Regions from separate parts of the Sus scrofa genome. Here region 1 is linked to region 2. The links are chromatin contacts, called in public HiChIP or PLAC-seq maps. All regions are on one chromosome and are shown on one strand. Each heading gives the region's core, a stretch centred on a gene start, on an enhancer-like site or on the middle of the called end of the contact. The rest is flanking DNA. Distances are from core to core; before and after follow the strand shown.

Region 1 (3,436 bases), core at 480-2,979, 300 kb before region 2:
AAATAAAATCTGCATAGTCCCTTAAGTCTCAAGAAAGCAGTGTGTTAAAGCTATAAAGTGACAGTAATGAGTTTTTGGATTGCTTTTCCCCCTGGTGAGCAGCAAACTGTGTTCTACTGGGGAAGGTTCCCAGAGTTGGCATTTTTATCTTCTAGGGCCACGTGGGGGAAGGTGCATGTAAAAGCCCCAGCCATCACCAGGGGGCGCCAAAGGACAGCACCTGTTTGCATAATAGGCTAAGGGGCACTGCAAAGAGTAGAAGAGAATTACCCTGAAGAGAAAAAAACCTCATACCTAGATCCACCTTGGGCCATGGAGGAGAAGCTTCTCATGATTTGTGCAAAGAGTCCACAGTCATTAAAGATAGAGGGATCATTTCACTCATCTGGAAAACCTCATTTTATAAACGGAGTCTACTGAGATCTAGAGAGGTGAAGGAACTTGTTCAAACACGCACTGGTGGACTTGGCAGAACTGGGACAGTACTGGGATCAGAACTGAAGTCTCCAGATTCTTCCTTCAGAACTTCTTCGGCTCCCCTGTGCTATCTCCCCACAATGAAAATGCTGCAAGAGAAGTTCACACACTGCATTTGACCTGTTTCCACTGTTCTTGGCAACACTTTGGTGGATGGAAAGTCATCTCCTTCCCTGGCCCTTCAGATTTTAAAGAAAAGACATTGGGAATTTCCCTCCCTACTCCTTCCTTAGAGATTCTTACAGAAGGGATCCGTGTTCTATTTTGGGAAACCGCATTCCTATTGGAGTGTGTTTTAGTCCTTTCCTCACTTTTTATCTCTACTTTTCCATTGAGGGCCAGCTGTAAGATTTTTCTTATTTCTGTAGTCAAGACTTTGTTGGCCTCTTGTCAAAACTAACAAAATCTCTCATGCCAAAAAATACATTAGGAACTAATATTTTCAAATATATTAAAATGTCTGTGTTATAATGCATGCTAAAAACCCATTTTCAACTGATACAGATCCAAACTCTCCAGATAAAACCTATGTTCTTGCCTTGTGATAGAGCCTCTGGTTTCTCCGTAAAGAACCGATTTCAGGCCCATATTACGGATCTGGGTGAAAAGCCCACCGCATCACATACATTAGAATTAGAATCATAAACTGAAACCTTTTAGAGCGTCTATTGATTTTAACGTGCCTGGTCCATAGGCGACTTCAGTGAGTCCACTTCTTCCTAATTTGACAGCTGCTCTGGAACGGCCAGAGCTTGGACTAATGAGGTTACAGCTGTCAGGGTTAATCAACAGATCCAAAAGTGAAGTAGGAATTGGGTAGCTGGTTTCAGTTAATTTGTGCAAATGTACAGATTGGGTGGGCCATATTTACACTGGTGACTCAAAACAAACTTTCAGGAATTGAGCCAAGTATGATCTCACCAGTTTTCTGCTCCCCTCTGGGGAGATAAGACACACATTACAGAAACAGGAGACGGAATACAAAAGAGTTCAGAGCCCCGAACTGCCCTTGCAAAGCCCATTTCTCTCCAGCGTATTTTCCTCTTAATCGAGAATCTAATTTAATTTCCAATACACGAGTCGGGCCATTCCTGAACAAGTTCTCAACCTGTCCGATGATTCAGCGTGGGCTTTGCGCGTCTTTCCCCCTTGCCATGGGGCTTTATGTAAGAGCTGCCCCTCCCCCGATCTGGGCGCTTATGAGAGCATCCAGCATGAGTCCGTGATCGCTGCACATCCATTTTGTTATGAAAACATCATTCTATTAATATAAATACAGGCTGCATTTGCCAGGGCTAACTAGAACAGGTGCAAAGTCTTCAGATGCTTGCTGGTACTGAGAAATGAAAAGGGTGGACAAACAGTTTTCTGTGGTAGCTCTGCTGGTGTCAATGTAACATTCATCTCTGTTGCATTCCTTGATGTTCATGGAAGGTAGCCCAGGAAACTCAACCCCACTAGCTTGCAGGGTGGAGAGGGAGGAAGGAGGAAGAGAATGATCGCGATGACATGGTCTCTAGGATTCGGTTTATGCAAATACTCTCTTCTTGATCTGGGGCTCACATGGGTTATGCATAGAGTGCCTCCTGTCAAATCTCCTGCTGCGATTTACAGGATACTGCCAACATAAATATTCTGCTGATGTCAAATTTAGAAAACAGCTTAAAGGCTCCTGATGTTTCTCTTCTTCCTTTTTTAAAAAAATCTTATCCATGTGACTGCCACGGTGTTACCAGTGGTTTCAAATTCACTTTGTAGTTTTCCAGGTGAGAGAAAGTCATTGCTGAAAGGCATATCTGGGCTCCTGTCCTATCATTGGAATTATCTCAAGATTTCACTTGGTTTTAGGGAGTGAAAGCCTTAAATGCATGTGCTATTGCAGAATTGTCCTGATAAATAAACAATAAATATTCTATGTGATAGTTGTGGATCTTAAGTATGGGATTTTACACTTTTAGGGAGCCCATCTTCAGAAGCAAGTTCCTGAGTTTATGATTGTGTCTCACACACACACACACACACACACCACACACACTCACATGTAGTAGTTTGGGATTAATTGTTGCCAGTTCCATCGTGGTGGTCCCTCCCATGTTGTAGGCAGAATTCTAAGATGACCCCCAGGATTCTTGCTTCTTGGGGTACACATCCCATAAAATCTCCCCTCTTTGAGAATGGGTAAGACCTGTGAATGTGATGGCATAGCACCCCTGAGATTATCTTGCAGTTATATAGCAGAGGTGGAGACATTTTAAAGATGTGATTAAGGTCTCTAATCAGTTGACTTTGAGTGAATTAAAAGAGAGATTATTTTAGTGGTCCAACCCAATTAAGTGAGCCCTCTAAAAGAGGGACTAGGGCCCTCCCCGAGGTCAGAGACTGTCCTGCTGGCTTTGAAGGAGTCAGTTGTCATGTTCTGAGAGGGCCCATGAGAGGTCACATGGCAAGAACCACTGGGATCTGCAGGAGTTGTGATAGACCCTCAACTGCCACCTAGATATAAAACAAGGACCTCAGTCCTACAGCCAGCAAGGAAATGAATTCAGTCACAACCTTGTGAGCTCAAAAGAGGCTTTGAGTACTAGACGGGCTCACAGCCCTGAATGACACCTTGATTTTGGCCTAGTGAGCCCTTGAACAGAGAAGCCAGTTCAATAACCTGTGAAATGATAAACTAGTGTCACTTTAAGCACCTAAGTTTATAGTAATTTGTTATGCAGCAATAGCAAACAAATACATCCCTGTTCAGTACAACTTGCATCTAGGCTCTGATCATACAGAACTGTCATCCTTAAGAAGGGGAAAAGTGTACCCACAGTACGCATGCCACAAATGACCTGCTACAAGGAACATCCAATTATAAATGGTGGCAGTGGTTTTTACATTCTTGTCAAACTTCTCATTTCCTTCTCTGCCTGAGGGTTAGTGGCTACTCTTTCATTTCTCAAAAGGGATGGGA
Region 2 (3,667 bases), core at 505-3,004:
TAGGTCTTGCAGCTTATCAGATCCATGCCTTAGTCCTTCTTCATATTTTTGATGCTAGTCCAAAAGTTTTAAATTTCAGTTTCTAATTGTTCATTCCTTATATAAGGAAATTAGGTGATTTTTGCTTATTGATCTTTTGTTATGCAACCTTTCTAAATTTTTAGTACAGAAAATAATATTGTCTGTGAAGAAAGACAGTCTTAATTTACTGTTCCTTAATCTAAATCCCTTTTATTTCTCTTCATTGCCTTATTGCAATGGCTAGATCCTCCAGTACCATGTTGAATAGCACTTGATAGAATAGACATCCTCAGGTCTCTTACATCAAGTTCAGGATGGAGTCTGTCATAGGCCATAGAAAGTCTCAAATGAAATTTCTTGTGAGGCTTCTAACTTATTTCGGAAAAAAAAAAATGGAATTCCTGCTGGGTGCAACAGGTTAAGGATCCAGCTGCAGTTCAGATTTGATCCTTGGCCTGGAAATTTCCATATGCTGTGAGTGGAAAAATAAAAAGAATCATTTATGTTTTGCATCCTCCTCCATAATATATCTTTATGTTTAAAATATGAAATGCATTTTAAAAATATAGTTAAACTATCTTACTCAAGCATTGTCTCTCTCCTAACCCCAAACATGTTGAAAATGATGCTCCAGGAAGAGGAGCTATATTCAGCCCTAAGATTTTGAGCATACTTCTTAAACAAATTTGAGAAGCCAAGTAACATAATAAAATATGTGATTTATAAAATACGTCTTAAAAATGCAAAGCAGTGTAGATACAAGTGGAACGCTGTGCTGAGTTATATTGTAAGCTATGTATTAATTGATTTCTCCCATGCCTCCATAACCAGATTGTAAACCTAGTCAAGGTGGACTACATCTACATCTTTTTCTTCATTTTACCAGCCACAGCCTGTAGGACAGCGCCTTATATTGAATTTGTGGAATGACTATTTCCCAGGAGCTTGCTTAGCTTGCACGTGCAGAGATCACTAGAAATAAGTAAGTGTGTGATAGTAATTAAGTGGTTAGGTTAGAAATTGGTTTAGAAGAACTAGAAGTGTGTTTGAGTTGGGGTGGAAGTTGAATTGGAAGACAGGGTACCCATGAACTTGAAATAGACTATATGTCTGATATGATTGAGAGGAGATTCAGAAGAACATTCCTTATATTGAGATCCATAAACCCAGGTGTCTATAGATACAGTTCTTGTGAATGTGGCATTCAAGTTCTTTTTACAGACTTCTCAACTGTTGTATCTTTGAGCAGACAAAATTACCGAGCACATTTTTGAGTCATGGTAAACGACCCCATGACCTTATAACCAAGTACTTCTATGAAATATTCGTACTGTAGTTTTTGCATTTTTAGTTATATTTATGGGCTCAAACTGATTGCACAAGTGTCAACATTTATCTAGTAAACCTGATTACTTATTATTTCTCAGATTAGACTCCACAGATCATATTCTTCAGGGTCCTAAAGTCAGAAACACAGATGCAGGACAGTGGGTCAGAACAGGTGAATGAGAGAACATGGGTACCCCGGATGTTTCTAGCCTCTGTGCCCTTAAGTCAGCCAGCTTTTTGAGAGCAGCAAGTGGGAGCTCCTGTTTTCTGGAGTCAGCCCATGCTGCTGCCTACTTCTCTGCCCTCCCTTGGAACTCCACCATGGCTCTTGGACTGGAAGGGTAGTGCCCTCCCCCCATACTGTCTCTCACTGCCCACAGCCTTCTCGAGTTACTGCTGCCTGAGAGTCTGTGGACAGAAGGCAGGTACTATGGCAGATGCTTAAGAACTTCTGGGTCAGGCTGTAGAGTGAGTGCAGGGAAATATAAGCAGGAACTTGAAACTCACTGTCACACATCGGAGTTTATAGAAATCCATTGGTCATGCATTGCTCACTGGTCATCCGTCCTGAGGTCCCTGTGTTTTGAACCAGAATCCCACAGTCTCTCTTTGTCTTATTTCTTTGCACCTCTCCATCTATTCCAGGTATTTTGGATTTCTCTTCTTTGTCCTCAGTGTCCTCAATTTCTGTCACTTTATATTGCGGAAATTCAGTTCTGTCTTTGTCATGACCTCAAAGTCTAATCTATGCACAGAGAGAAGTGCTTTTTTATCTCCCGCAAAACATTAAGGTATCAGTTTTAATTGAAAAAAAAAAAATGGACCCAGAAAGGGTGTCATGTCATTTTTTATGAGGCCATATCACTTGTAGCACTAATTTTTTTTCTGTTATAATTGACACATAAATATGCATATTGTCTTAGTAGAATATATAAAAAACATTTGTATATGTGCACTTTTGTAAACTTCATTTTCCATTTTAATGCAAAAATTCTTGGGAAGTAGGTGAATTTTCTGTTATCAGGAATCAGAAATCTTGACGATAGAATACTAGACTTACAATTTATGAAAGAGTAAGGAAAGATAACAGTATTTTAGCAAGAACACTATTCTGAGGGTCAGAAAAATGGTTTCTAGCCTCTGTTTCGGTCACTGAGTTACCCATATACTTCATCTATAGCAACTTAACTCCCCTGAGCCTCTTTCCATACGTATAACCTTCCTCTCTCCTTGCCCCAGTGGGGTCAGGGTGAGACTGTGCTTTTTTTTCTCTTTTCTTTTCTTTTCTTTTCTTTTCTTTTCTTTTCTTTTCTTTTCTTTTCTTTTCTTTTGTTTTCTTTTCTTTTCTCTTCTTTTCTTTTCTCTTCTTTTCTTTTCTTTTTTTTGTCTTTTTGCCTTTTCTAGGGCTGCTTCTGCAGCATATGGAGGTTACCAGGCTAGGGGTCTAATCAGAGCTGTAGCCTCCAGCCTACGCCAGAGCCACACCAACTCAGGATCTGAGCCGTATCTGCGACCTACACCACAGCTCATGGCAACGCTGGATCCTTAACCCACTGAGCAAGGTCAGGGATTGAACCCGCAACCTCATGGTTCCTAGTCAGATTCGTTAACCATTGAGCCACATGGAAACTCTAAGACTGTGCTTTCTAAACCATAAACTTCTTTATAAGTATAAATGTTATGTCATTGTGTTGCCGAAGATCATTATCTTCATCAGCTAAACTAGAAAGGTCTTTATTCCCTGGTAGGTGTATTCGTAGGTAGTCTCTTCACAAACTTATCCTTGCAAATGATTTACTTGTACTTGAATTAACTCTGTGCTTTAGTCCATTGAATAAAGAAAAAGAAAAAGGATAGTCTTGATCTCTTGCCTTTTATGTTGTCATTCAACATTGAAATAAACCGCCTATTATTAAAAAATAGAGGTCAATCCTGCCATTTAAAAAGGACTCTTCAACATTGCATTAGTTAGACATTTCTTACCTTTCTCCTTCCTTTGACCATCCAGAGTAAACTCCTTAAGCTCTGGTGTAATATAGCTAGATCCTGAACCAATAATGAGTTAACATGTATATCATGAAATAGTTATAGTGGTTTCAAAGTTAATATTTTCATTTATTTTGTTAAGACTTCATTTTTTGGAGCAATTTTAGGTTTACAGAAAAATTGGGGGGAAGGTATGGAGATTTTCTCTGTACCTCCTATCCCAGTACATGCGTAGCCTCCTCCGTATCGATATCGCCCACCTGAGTGGTATATTTGTTGCAATTGATGAACCCACATCGTAATGAACCAAAGTCCATAGTTTTAGAGCCTT

What was found. HiChIP or PLAC-seq counts read pairs in DNA pulled down with a chosen protein or histone mark.
Region 1: an H3K27ac HiChIP or PLAC-seq map of skeletal muscle shows a contact between it and region 2. The contact joins two enhancer-like sites. A contact is called at or near these places in 1 of 47 Hi-C or Micro-C datasets (epiblast stem cells) and 1 of 2 datasets of contacts at active chromatin or transcription factors (skeletal muscle).

The regions. Positions count from the first base shown.
Region 1 is chr1:30,781,509-30,784,944 of Sscrofa11.1, reverse strand. No RefSeq gene overlaps it. Among named protein-coding and RNA genes, the nearest start is that of RPS12, 140 kb to the left of the region's middle. Within about 2 kb of position 1,729, at least 6 of the 83 cell types and tissues checked have an H3K27ac peak or open chromatin away from gene starts, as enhancers often do. A contact at or near this core is called in skeletal muscle, where this site is marked.
Region 2 is chr1:30,482,523-30,486,189 of Sscrofa11.1, reverse strand. All of the region lies in intron 2 of EYA4 (eyes absent homolog 4), which reads left to right. Among named protein-coding and RNA genes, the nearest start is that of EYA4, 91 kb to the left of the region's middle. Within about 2 kb of position 1,754, at least 1 of the 83 cell types and tissues checked has an H3K27ac peak or open chromatin away from gene starts, as enhancers often do. A contact at or near this core is called in skeletal muscle, where this site is marked.